Regions from separate parts of the Mus musculus genome. Here all the other regions are linked to region 4. The links are chromatin contacts, called in public promoter capture Hi-C maps. All regions are on one chromosome and are shown on one strand. The core of a region is the stretch at or near the end of the contact, and the rest is flanking DNA. Distances in the headings are between cores, read along the strand shown.

Region 1 (3,230 bases), core at 119-2,618, 2.7 Mb after region 4:
ATGTAACATTTGCTCTTTTTCTTTAAGGATGGGAAACATCAAATGACAGAAAGGGCTACAGTGTTAAAGTTTTAACAATCTACAGAATTTAAAATACTAGCATCCTGAGGACTGGAGGTGTGGCTCAATGGTGGAGCTCTTGATAACATTTATAAAACCTTCCCTTTGATCCTCAACTCTGGAAAAAAGAACATTATTATTCTGAGATGATATTTGAAGTGAATAGGAATCTCATTTGGAAAATTAGATCATTATAAAATGAAATTGGATCAAGTAAACATTGGCAAACCATGAACTAAAATCCAATACTCTTTTACTCTTTCTTAAATGTTTTATTAAAATTATAAGCTTATTTATTTCCCAATAAATTATATATTTAGTGTTTTCTACTATTTATTTCAAGCTTCCTAACTACAGTTTGTAGACACTTCTTTTGATGATGGGGACCCTGCTTTTTTATTAAAACAGTGGGTTTTTTTAGCCTATTAAGATATTGGTGAAGAATATCTCTTCATCTCTTCTAAGAATAATTGAGTATAATTGATATTTCCTTTCTTAGCATGACGATAAGCTGTTTAATTTAAACTGGTAACTATCAGCCGAAGAGGCAAAGAAACACTTTTTAAACTAAGAGAACACATACTGGTTTACCTCTCTGAAGATAATGCCAGGGGTATTGTCCTATTTTGATGTTGACAGTCCAGAAAATATCTAAATATCCTGCCCCGAAATGTTCTTTGAGTCATTCAAAATGATATCATGTGCAGGCACCAAAGCTTCCCAGTCACACAGTTGGTTAACATTGGAAAGAAAAGTTAGAGGCAGACAAACTCAGGCTCTGTGCTCTCACCCAAGCTTAGACGGAGTCTGCAGAAAACCCAGATGACTGCACACTTGCTTAGGCAGAGCATCTAGTCAGTTCATGTCACAGAAAGAACCCCTCTAAATATTACTCTTCTCAGCTTAGGTTTGCTCCACACACGCATACATAAACTTGCATCAAAAACTTGTAATTTTTTAGTTATGTTTAACAAGATCTGCATTACCAGTGGTGAATGTGAATATGCTAAGGGGAACTATCTATATCTTGTTAGATTTAGTCAAAGATGTGTCTTTTAAATTTAAAATTAAAAGTACTAATGTACTAGTATTTTTTTCATGCTGTGTAATCATGAAGGTATTGAATACTAGAAATAAATTAAGACAAATTTAAAAAATGTTTCCATACCTTCTCCTTATTCCAATGATAAACCATATGCAACAGCTCACTACCACAGCAATCCCCCAGATCAAAGAAATGCTCATCATTTTGCAAAAGCAGGAAAACGTCCCAAGGGGAGAATCTGTGCTTAGCAAAGCAAGACGGTCCAGAAACTGTGGCTCTAACTAGGCTTTATATATGCACAGGACCATGATCCAATAACTTGAACTTGGGTGACCAGAGCAAACACTAACTATTTGTCCTCCTAAAAAAAAGAAAAAAGAAAAAAGAAAAAAATAGCATTATCTGGCCTTGAACTAAGTCCATCTTCTCAGAAGAGGCTCCAGAACAAGCAGAGAGCTGCAATAGTCGATAAGCCGAAGGTCTGTCCCTCATGTGCTGACATAACATTCAAAGCTGGGGACAACAGCTAACACTGTGCTTCTGTGTGTAGAAAAAGAAGTAAACACACTACAGAAGAGCTCACCTACCAAAGATGTGGAGTGTGTTGTAAAGCAAAACAGGCAGAAGCTTTCCATCCTGGCTTTAATACTGGCTGTCCATGTCATTAACCTTTGGGGAAAATTATTTAAATTAATTTCCAGAAGTATACAGCAACCGATCCTAAAGGATGTGAACGGTGTGGAACAGTTTGTTTTGTTTGTTTCTTTGTTTGTTTGTTTTTGCTTGATTGTTCAGTGTGTTTATAAAGCCACAGGTGCTTCATGTAGTCTATCTACTATCGTCGAAATAGAAAACCTCCCAGCACTCATCTTCTAGGCAGCCATAGCTTGAGAATTCACTCTTTACCAATTTTTATTTGTAATTAAGATGTACTTTTATTTCAAATAAAGACTACAACACTTCTTGTCAAAGTAAATATGAATTCATAATTTACCTCTTATACTACTCATAAACTGGTATACAACTTTCCCAACTTTACTCAGCATAATCTTTCATTTTGTGCTGAAGATTGAACCAATGGCCCCACTCCTCCAAGGCAAGCACTCTACCGCTGATTTACACCCCAGCTCCCTACTTAACATAAATATTAATTGAGCATTTTTATGTTCCAGGAACTCTTTGAAGATATTCTGGTTTCAGGTACTAACAAGACAGGGAGTTTCTCTACTGAAGATTGTATTTTGATGGGGAGACAGCAAATATGTGTTGTGTATCCATAAAATGAGGTGTATAGGGATAAATATGGCTTTAAATATGTTGATAGGAGAAGCTTTTTTGAAAAGATGATACTTGAGATAGAATAGCTAAGGAAAGACATTTCCAGGAGAGGGGACAGCAAAGGTGAAGTTCCTGAGCAGAGAGAGGATGAACTTGGTGTGCTAAAACACAGAATGAACAAATGGAGGATAGAAGATGGAGTTGGGTTTAAGAAAGAGACTAGAAGATAAGCAAAAATTAGTTCATATAGGGCTGCTTCTATATGCTTCATATAGAGTGGAGAGAGGATTGGACCTATTGCCTTGGAAGGCAAAATACCAGTGTAATGTTTTGAACATTTGAAAATCCAAGGGACAATGTCAATTTCTCAGCTGAGTATAAGAATCTGAGGTAAGGAGAAAGGAAAACATCAGTGATGTAGATGTTAAGCCGTCAGCATTTTTGATATTTAAAGCCAAGCGACCCTCTCAGGTCACCTAGCAGAAGCAGTAGGTAGAGTATGACACTAGGCCAGAGAGAGTGCATTCTATTCCCCGATGCCAGGAAAAGGGGAGAAAAGAAAACAATAAAAGAGAAATAAACTGTACAAATATGTCTCTGGATACATATCTGTATAGTGTGTGTATTATTATTATTATTATTATGTATTTAATCTGAATAAAACTATCTTAGTGAACAACTTATTCAAATAATTCTTTTTTTAAGACTTATTTATTTTATGTACATGAGTCTGTATATATGCCTGAAGGCCAAAAGAAGGGTTGAGAGCCACCATGTGGTTGCTGGGGATTGATCTCAGGACCTCCGAAAGAGCACATAGTGCTCTTATCTGCTAAGGCATTGCTTC
Region 2 (3,287 bases), core at 454-2,953, 2.6 Mb after region 4:
GCCCCTTGGTCTTGCAAACTTTATATGCCCCAGTACAGGGGGATGGCAGGGCCAAAAAGTGGGAGTGGGTGGGTAGGGGAGCAGGGTGGGGGGAGGGTATAAGGGACTTTCGGGATAGCATTTGAAATATAAATGAAGAAAATATCTAATAAAAAAATTGAAAAGAATTGTCACAGTCTCAGTCTTGCTGTGGTCTCTCCAGTTGGACTGATTTTCATTACTCAAGGCCACATCTGGTGACCTTGGCCCAGTAAATAAGCCTGGCTGCTTACACATCAGAATCTAACTTAGCCCAAAACTCTAGTCTAAGGCTCTTTCTGACCACCTCATAATCGCTTCTAAAAAAAAAAATCATTTCTAAACAACCAGGTAGTATTTTGCTGACATGTGTAAGATGTTTCCATTATCTGTCTTAGAACTTATCTGTGACTTTTTACTTGTGGTCTTTCCTGGCCCAACAACTGTGAAAAGTTCTTCTCCTTCAAGGCCCAACATTAAAAGGTCATTTCTTGTCAAAAACATGATGGGAATTTTTAAGGCAGAATGTGTATCAAGACAGCAATGCAAGGTTTGGTAACTTGTACTGCTAGTTTCTAGTTTAATTATCATTTGCCTCGCTCAAGTACATCATTACATACTCAGCAATATGAGTGGAGCACTGTTGAGTTAACTGAACTGGGGAGAGGGACCATTATCCTTTGCCTTCTGAGTCTCAAGCTGAAAATAAAACTGAACTAAATAAATTTTCAGGAGAAAAGGACACACATTTTATTTTTTTTAAAACAATCATGTGATTAGCGTCTTCGTGGGAAACCTGAAAGCCTGTGTGGCTGTATCTACATACCAGGGGCAACCAAGAAAAGTAGCTAAGATGTGGATTTAATTCTAAAAGGTCTGTTGCAGACCTCTCAGTTTCATCTTCTCTACCTCATAAGTTTTTGTTTTTGTTTATTTTTTTTAAGTGCTCGAAACTCAAAGAACAGCCAAGGCAGCAGGCTGTAGGCTCCCACCTAGCATGGTACACACAACAGGCACCAAGAGAGTATTCTCCATTCACATACAGTCCGCGAGTAATAAATACTCTTTGCAAAGTAAAGTGTACTCTGTTACCTGCTTATATCTTTCTTTCCCTTCCTAGCTTATAAATTTCATAAAGGCTTCTTTTTTTTTTCTTGGGAGGCAATTCTTGGAGGTGTAAGTGTCTGGGACTTAAGATGAGAGTTAAGTCAATCCCAGCAGAAAAGAAGATGGCTTAAGAGTCTCCATTCTCATTGCCAAAAGCTTTACCGTGTTTCCTATCCTCAATACGGATCCACTCAGAAGGACTAATTTACCATCCAATCCTGGATAAGGGAAAATGACAGATAAGGGGAAATGAAAGGTGGAGTTGTTCATCTGCTAAGATATTGCATTGTTGAGTTAAATGAACTTGGAAGACAACGCTGCGCTCTAAAGGCAACCTACAGCATCTCCCAGCGAGTCGAATGGTGACTATAGAGAGATCTCAAAAACTGAAAAACTGGCGAGCCCTGCGGACCGGAACCCTACAGCGAGTGCGCACCGGCTGGTGGGGGGAAAAGGAGCCCGGAGGAACACCACGAACCCGGCACGGCTCCGCCCCCTCTCCAAGGCAGTGGGAGTCACGGAGTGGCTCCGCCCCTTCCACAGTCGCTAAGCAACCAACCCCGGAAGTCGCGGTCCGGGGCAGGCGCCGCAAGCGGGTGAAAGATGGCGGAGGGTGGCCGTGCGGAGCCGGAGGAGCAGGAGCGTGGGTCCTCCAGGCCACGGCCCCCAAGTGCGCGGGACTTACAGGTGCGCAGGCATGGAGCGCGGCGGCGGCGGGCGAGAGGGCGTGGGCATGGCGGGCGCGGGCCAGAGCCACTTTGTACCTCACCTGAGCCTGTCTCCGGAGAACTGGAGGGTCTCTCCTGGAGGCGCATTGCGGAGGGGTGCGTGTGGAATCCTGTGCCCTAGCCTCAGGCGGCGGTACAGGGGTTCCCTTCACGCTGGATGCACAAAGCAAATGTCATTTTGCCGAGCCATCTGGGTGCCTCCCAGCTGATGCTGCCTGCATTTGGGGAGTTGCTGTGGCCAGTGATAAATCAGCCATCACTAAAAAAGTAACTTTAAAAATGACGCGTGCTGGTTTGTTCTCCTGGATGCTTTTTCACGTTTGATGATTTATACATTAAAAGCACTTTCTTCTCCAAAAGCCTGCGGTTTTGCAGGGGAGAGCTTAAAACAGTTCAGGCTTTGGTCACAGCTCGCTTGAAAGAGTTCACAAAACAGCTTAACAGAAATAAAACTCAGCAATGTTAGGATGCTGGCATTAGCTAAACACTTGTCCGATGCTAATACTGCTTGTCCATTTTAGCCTTTTTTTTCTATCTCCTCATGAAATCATTGATAAAACTCAAACGATTAAACATATATTAGGGGTTATAGTTCAGAATAAATGAGCCTGGATTCGCAAACCTTGACAGAGCATTTTTATAGCAGGTCTTCATTCTGTAACCAGACGTACTGACCGTTTGCCATTCTAACTTTGTGCTGAAGCTCTGGGAAATGTGGATACAAATAGGACATCAAATCCAGAAGTAGTAGTGGATACTGTTGTGTGCTATCAAATTTTGTGAAAGGTCTCAGATTTGAAACAGGCTTGTAAAGCAGCTTTACAGACCAAGCCAATGCAGAATTCTAATGGTATTAATTGAGCACTGGTTGGTTCCGGTGACCCCGGAGCCAGTTAGCTCGTTATCTTAGAGTAATTGTCACTGTGATGAAACACCATGACCAAAGCAGCTTGGGGAGGAAAGACTCATGCTTCCACTCACAGTTCCTTATCAGACAGGACGTCAGAGCAGGAACATGGAGGCAGGAGCCGATGCAGAGGCTATGAAGGGTGCTACGTACTGGTTTGCTCCCCAAGGTTTCTTCAGCCTGCTTTCTTATAGGACCCTGGGCTCACAGCCCCGGTTTGGCACCACCCATAGTGTGTGTGGCCCTCCACCATCCATCACTAATTAAGAAAATGCTCCAAAGACTTGCCTACAGCCTTATGAAGGCATTTTTTTTTCATCGAGCCCCCCTTTCCCTGATATCTCTGGCTTTGTCAAGTTGACATAAAACTAAACAGCACACTAGTGAGGCAGTGTATTTTCTGTGTCTGGCTTGCTAGTTTTCATAAAGTCACATCTTATTGTCACTTGGAGTTTTCCCAACATGCTCTGGGTCTAGAAGCTGCCTCATTCAGGAATTCTATTTTGTTTTATGAATAATCTAGGTTT
Region 3 (3,384 bases), core at 85-2,584, 2.8 Mb after region 4:
CTCACATGAAATTAATAAATGGGGAAATGATACAATGTGATACTATCAACACAGTTTGAGTCCTATGCATGGGATGTCCCCAGTGCATCTCCCCCATGTAATCAGTGACAACCTTTGTCCACAATTACAGAAAAGGCTTCACCAATACACAAGCCCATAAGAAAAGCTTAAGGTGGTGCCTTCCTTTAGTGTTAGTGTATTCAAGAGTTGCTATGAGTCTCTTGATGGTTTTGTGATTGCTAAGGTGTGCTGACAGATAAGGTAGCTGCCAGGAAACAAGGAAAAGTCAGAGAGAAGGAGGGGGGAAGAAGAGTCCCTCTTGATTTCAAAACAAGGTAGTAGTCCACTACTCAAGCTTTTAATTTTTATAAAGCTGGTCTGTTAAAATACACACACAGAACACACACACACACACCTTAAAAATGTGGAGACAAGTTCCTGCCTTCAAAGCCATCTCAGAGTAAGACTGGGCAGGGAACATGCTCTTTTTTAAAAAAAAAAATTTATTTAAGACATGCTTTTAAATAGCTGCCTTGCTTTTGCTTGCTGCTTCTATTTGAGAACACGCTAAGCACCGTGTTCTGTCTTTCAGCCTGTGCGTGCCATCTGCCATGTTGTTTATAGCATGTATTTTTGTAGAAAGCATTTTGTCAGACCCATGAGGTTTTATAAAGAAATTACAGTGAGAAAGCAAGAATAATCTCAAGGAAAACTAGAACTGGTGTAATATTCCCCTTTCACATCTGAACACCATTTTTCAGCCAAGGTTGGTTTTCTAGCCTGCTTCACTCCCTGCCTCCTTCCATGGCTTCATTTTATTTAACATCTAGACTCAAATCTTTATAGAGGCAAAGCCTTAAGCGTGTCTCTTTATAGTCTCTTTCTCAAGAAGCTGCTAGACAATGCATTGCCTATACGAGAGCGAAGGAAAGGCTTGGGACTCTCCAACTCAACACAGAGGGCCATGGGGGAGAAACTCAAGATGATGCAGAACAAAGTCAAAGGCAGATGGCCATATGGCCTCCTACAGTGCACCTTGTCCATCTGCCCCTGGTACAGAGATAGCTGCCAGGAGGTGGATGGAGGCTAGAGCTAAGAACTGAGGGATCACAGCAGATCCCCTCATGTATAGGATACATTTCAGGACACTGTAATGCTTTAAAATTTAGGGCAGCAGTAACCTCTTTATATACTATGTGTTTTCTATCCATGCAGGCCTATAACATAAATTATTTTATAAACTAGACATAGTGAGGGTAAGTAAGATGCTAATAATAGCATAGAGCAATCACCATTGACTGGAGTAGCAGTTAGGGAACAGCTGTTTCCCTATCCTGAACTATCTATAGACTACTTACCATCTCCCTGTGATGCTCGGAGATGAGACAGTGTTGACAAGCCCATCTTGAGTGCCAATAATGGAGGTTAGTAAGGAGCCAAGTAATTAAAGGTGATATGTGCAGCTGAGGGAAGATGTGACAGAATTTATGCAGGGCTAGATCATATGCCCTTGCTCCTAAGGACATTTTATACATAATCACCGCAAAATGGCTTCTTTCCAGAATGAGTTACATAACCCATTAACATATAATGGGCTATATATAAAGAACTATATACCACTTGCATTTATTGCTTACTTATGGTTCCACAGACATTTAGTAGCAGCCATATCTAAACCTTTCTCTTCCCCTTACAGTCTTTATTCCCTTCATTCCACATACCCCAGGCACCTTATTAGAACTGCCTACAGGAACAGTTCTTGAGCCCATCGTCCACAGCTACACTATAGAGAAGAACAACATTTGACCAGTAATCAGGCTCTTCATCCTAAAGTATTACAGTTCACTTTAGGCTAGAGGAGATGCTGTGGTTGCCTTCTGGTCAGCCTGGGCAATAGGATCAGCAAACAAGAGACCTGTCATCATATCAGTACTGTAAAGGTACAAGCACAATCGTCAGACACAGGAAGGCACCTGATGTAGTCAACTTGTTAAGTATTAGGGGGTTCTTCTTGCTCTTCTTCCAACTAGGCTTATTGCAGTCACTACTGTTTGGGGATTGCCCGGAAAACATCCCTTCCTTCAGAAGTCTCATTTTCCATTGAGCATTTATCTATACCATGGCCTTGCTGCCTGTATGTCCTAGTTGCCAGTACAGCCATACAGCAGACTCTTCTGTTCCTGGCCATTGTATCTACAGAATACTGGCTAACCCACTGGCCTTACCATTCCCTCATACTCCTACACTGAGTAAAGGTTTATGGCCGGTCACATGAAAGACTGTCACAGACTCCTGTTTGTTTTCCTAGATGTCAAAAGACTTCCCACCTGGGGGGGGGGGGGCCCACAATGAACATCCATCGTTTTTGTCTGAGGTATTTGCTTAGCCTCACCGTCTACCATGGTTTGGTAGCTTGGGACTCTGGATTCTGAAAACAGCCCAAGGCAACCACGCTGTGTTGTTATAATGATGATACTGTGCCAACTTCTGATTCTCTGGCAAATGTGGAATCAGCAGCTGTGAGCCTGAGAGCTTCCCATGAATCACCTTCCCGGGTGAAGACAATTTTTTCTTGACTCTCCAAGACCACGCCAATGGAGAGAAGAGCCTTTTCCAGGTCTGCCATATGGTGGTATCTAACCAAGGACAAGTCAGTTGATCTATCGAGTCCATGATGGTGGCACTACGGTACACATGAGTGAAGTTGCCTCTTTCAGTTCCTTTTAGCCCACAATCATTCTCCAGTTCCATTGACTTGTGCAGTGGCCACCACTGCAGTATAAGGGACCGTGCTGTCTGTGTTATTTTATCAGCTCCTTCTAATCGTTAAATAGTCTGAGTAATCTCTTCATGCTCCCTAGGTCGCTGATATCTGGGAGGCTGGCAGTGTCTGTGGGTAGTGCTGTGGATGACCTCTGTCACTGACTCACAGCCCTTACTTACATTGTATACTCACTGGCTGTCACTTGGAAGGTTGCCAGAACTCAGAAGATAGCCCCTCCCAGCATGTATTCAGCCACTAGAGACACATATATTGTGTATGGCCAGGAAGTCTTGGTGATTTTGATTGTGGGGTCACCATAGACATCTAAGTGTACAGTCAGCCTAAGAAAGAGAGCAAGGCTCGCATGAACTAAAATACAGTCACCTCCAGTCTTAATAAGGACCAACACTCTTCATACCTTGGTGGACAACTGAACACAAGGCCTTTGGTCTTCCAGAGTTCCCATAGTGTAATACCTCAGCCATACCCCTAGCTCAAAGGACAAGGTAACTCAACTTAAGTAGTGGCAGAAAACCCTGGAGAAATAGCTTTCATATTTCTACTGGCCCAGACTTCATTTCCATGTCCTTAAGGAACCACTAGAACCACAGGGGTGGGAA
Region 4 (3,120 bases), core at 172-2,671:
TCAAAAAACCCAAATAATCCCATTAAAAGGGGGGCTTGAATAGTCACTGGCTATCAAACATATGAAGAATAGATAGCAACACTGTTGTTGCTACTCTTGACTGTCAGCTTATGGGTTTAGAACCACCTAAGAGACAAACCTCTGAGAATGTCTGTGAGGTTGTTTGGTTGGTTTTGCTGTTGTTAATGGAGGTGGGAAGTCTCACACTAACTCTGGGTGGTGCCATATCAGTCTCTCATACAAGGAAGTTAATCTCAAAGATTAACAGCGAGTCAGGACAAGTGCAGGGAAGTATATAGACATGGTGATTTAGTGGGTGTGGAGCATAGCCAAAAGGAAGACTTAACTTTTAAAGCACAGTAGGAAAACTGGATTACAAAGTGAGTATCCAAAAACAGCTAAGAGAGAACAGTTTGAATGCCCCAACACAAAGAAACAGTGTCTGAGGTGAGAAATATATCGTTTCCCCGGATCTTCTCATGAATGTATCTTCTCATGATCTTCTACATGCACTGAAATGCTGCCCCGTGACCCAGAAATATGTAAAATTATTACATGCCATTGGCTTTTTAAAGAATTTTAAAATGTTTTTTTTTAATCACCTGACCCTGTGGGGAGGATGCATGAGTGAGCATGTGAAGGCGGAGGACAACTTTCATGCACCCGTGAATGTTTTGTCCCTTTAACCAACTCGAATAACCAATAAGCCTTCTCCTCACACCCATGTGTCACTTATCAATAAAAAGAAAACAAACAACAAAAACCCCTTGAGTTCAAGCTTCTTTCTCCGGGTTCTGATGTACATTACCTTGCAAAGATTTTGTTTTTCAATATAAAAATGCTCTTCTACTTTTGGTTAAAGTCCCCTACTCTTTTAATGACTACTCTTCTACTGCATCATAGTCTAACTCTAGTCACTCTCTCCAATAATGCTGTAAGACATTTAGTTATTTTTGAGACAGCATCTGTGTGGACCTGACTTGCTCTGCAGACTAAGCTGGCCTTGATCTCAGAGAGATCTGTCTGCTTCTGCCTCCCAAGTCTGAGATTAAAGGTGTATACCACCATGCCTATCTATAATTCACATCTAGACTGGTATATTGAATTTAGGAGTTATGAAAGGAAGGAATACTGCAGTTGTAGATATACTGCACGGCGCAGGCGCAGAGGCCGGGAACTAGTCCGGCTTTCCGCTCCGGGCCCCGCGACCAGGACACCACGCCTGCTACCGGCTAGAACAGCATGGAGAAGTCCATGGGGAGCTCGACGCACCTGACAAGAAAGTCACAGGAAATCGGCGACCTCGGCAGCTGGTCGGCGGCAGAGCCGGGAGAAGCAGACACGCGGGTAGTGCCGGTTTCCTTTAACTGCCTGAGAGGAAGAAGGCCGAGCCACATTGGGTGTAGGACCGTCGGTCGCCCCGCCCCTTCCGGTAGCTGCTGTCGCTGCTTCCGGTAGCGCGGCTGGCTGGCTCCCGGCTCGAGCGTCCCCAGGCGCGTTCCGCTCCTCTGCCCGCGCGAGTTACGCCTTTCTGTCTTCAGCAACAGCGCCCGGCCCAGTCGCGGACAACACCAGAGCGAGCCCGGATAACGAAATGTGTTGCGAGAAGTGGAACCATGTGGCCGAAATGCTGCTCTTCATTGAAGACCGCGAGGAGGAGTACAAGATCCTTTGCCTCTGCTCCCGGGCATTTGTGGAGTAAGTCGCGACGGTCCTCTCTCACTTTCTGTCCTTGCTCAGGAATGGGGGTGTCGCAGAGTTAGAGAGAGGCTTTCCAGAAAGCCACATGACCTGATGTCTAAGAAACTCGAAACCCCGCGGGCATGAAGGAATGTTCTACTGCAATTACTAAAGGGAAGATTAATATAATTTTGATTTTTTTTTAAATGTGGTACCTTATATGTGTCATTTCGGGTTTCCATAAATGAAGGGCCAATCTCAACATTGGTTGAGTCGGGCGAGATGGCCCAGGTATTGGCCATGCAGAAGGATAGCAAATTCAAGACCATCCTGAGCTATACCAGTAAGATGGAGTGTGAAGTGTAAACTAATACAAATAGATTGATGAGATGAAGGATCAAATTAGAGCTCTATTTGCAAACTGTAAAATCCTTTCCAACAAAAATTTATGTATCTGAAACGTCTAATTATTTGAGATAAAAGTGTTAACTGTTTATGGCAGTTTTAGAGACATCTCTGGGGGAAATGTTGGTTTCATGTTTAAAATTGCCAGAATAGAAAGTACCTTCTGGTGGGAAAAGCATTGACAAATTTTAAATTTGAAGGTACTCATTTTCATTATGTACTTGAGGGAAGATATCTGAAAGTTTCCTCAAAAAAGAAATATAACACCATGTTAAATTTAACATTTAAAAAATGTACTAGGCTCATTTGCACAGGTCCTGCTGGTTCAGAGTTGAACAGTCTTCTAGTGGGGGAGTGAGGATGATTATAAGACCGAAAAGAAGACTCAGAGACAAAGGTTAGAAATCCGGAGGGCTGCAGGCCTGAACCACACTGGCCCCAAATGTATTTCTCATAACCTTAATACACTTTACAGTATCATGGGAAACAAAGTCACAAACTAGCACAGACAATGGCTGACAGAGAATGGATATCTGTTCCCATCCGGAGGCCTCCCTGTTCCTTCCACAAAGATTAATCGAACGTTCAGCCTCTCTCCTTGAGCCTCAGTTGTAGCTTTTTGTTCCATGCCGTTGGCAGGCCAGGAAATCTGTCAGCCTGACCTGCCTTGACTCCGCCTAACAGACAGGCTTTTACAGAAGCAGACAAAAATGACTCCCAACGCTCAGGTGTACATTTAATTCAGTAAAGTTCTTTTTTATGCTCCTATTAGATGCTGGTAGGTAATGGAATATAAGATGGGACCAGGCTGCGCTGAATTCACTTTCTAAGCAAAAGAGATCAATATTGCACTAAGGTAGCGGTTTGCACAATTACTCAGTTAACTCAACTGGATAAGAGACATGTCTGTGGTGCTTTGATAGCAATCTGGCAGGATGGACAGTGAAAAATATGAAGCCTTGGGAGAGGAAAGGAACTCCTCCATTTAGAGTCTTCTTGAAGTGCCTTTTTGGCAGAAAGTCGAGAAAACCAGTA

The links. Promoter capture Hi-C pulls out the DNA fragments that hold promoters and counts their contacts.
Region 1: a contact with region 4 is called in a promoter capture Hi-C map of liver, with 3 times the contacts expected there. The contact joins the promoter of Cyp7a1 here to the promoter of Tmem68 in region 4. A contact is called at or near these places in 2 of 39 promoter capture datasets (hippocampal neurons and liver).
Region 2: a contact with region 4 is called in a promoter capture Hi-C map of pre-B cells. The contact joins the promoter of Ubxn2b here to the promoter of Tmem68 in region 4. A contact is called at or near these places in 4 of 39 promoter capture datasets (the C10 cell line, hippocampal neurons, liver and 1 more), 3 of 484 Hi-C or Micro-C datasets (CD4 T cells, muscle stem cells and rod photoreceptor), 2 of 115 datasets of contacts at active chromatin or transcription factors (acute myeloid leukemia and astrocytes) and 1 of 9 other capture datasets (adipose tissue).
Region 3: a promoter capture Hi-C map of hippocampal neurons shows a contact between it and region 4, with 2.7 times the contacts expected there. The contact joins the enhancer-like site here to the promoter of Tmem68 in region 4. A contact is called at or near these places in 3 of 39 promoter capture datasets (the 3T3-L1 cell line, cranial neural crest and hippocampal neurons), 1 of 115 datasets of contacts at active chromatin or transcription factors (large pre-B cells) and 1 of 9 other capture datasets (liver).

Annotation. Positions count from the first base shown.
Region 1 is chr4:6,274,264-6,277,493 of GRCm38.p6, forward strand. It overlaps Cyp7a1 (cytochrome P450, family 7, subfamily a, polypeptide 1), which reads right to left and starts at 1,369. Exons shown (of 6, transcript NM_007824.3): 1 at 1,229-1,369. The coding sequence starts at 1,308. RefSeq lists a promoter at 1,337-1,687.
Region 2 is chr4:6,189,402-6,192,688 of GRCm38.p6, forward strand. Ubxn2b (UBX domain protein 2B) reads left to right here and starts at 1,704. Exons shown (of 8, transcript NM_026534.2): 1 at 1,704-1,812. The coding sequence starts at 1,729.
Region 3 is chr4:6,344,572-6,347,955 of GRCm38.p6, forward strand. No RefSeq gene overlaps it. Among named protein-coding and RNA genes, the nearest start is that of Sdcbp, 19 kb to the right of the region's middle. Within about 2 kb of position 1,335, at least 12 of the 459 cell types and tissues checked have an H3K27ac peak or open chromatin away from gene starts, as enhancers often do. A contact at or near this core is called in hippocampal neurons, where this site is marked.
Region 4 is chr4:3,573,432-3,576,551 of GRCm38.p6, forward strand. Tmem68 (transmembrane protein 68) reads right to left here and starts at 1,422. Exons shown (of 8, transcript NM_028097.4): 1 at 1,273-1,422. It overlaps Tgs1 (trimethylguanosine synthase 1), which reads left to right and starts at 1,448. Exons shown (of 13, transcript NM_054089.4): 1 at 1,448-1,698. The coding sequence starts at 1,595.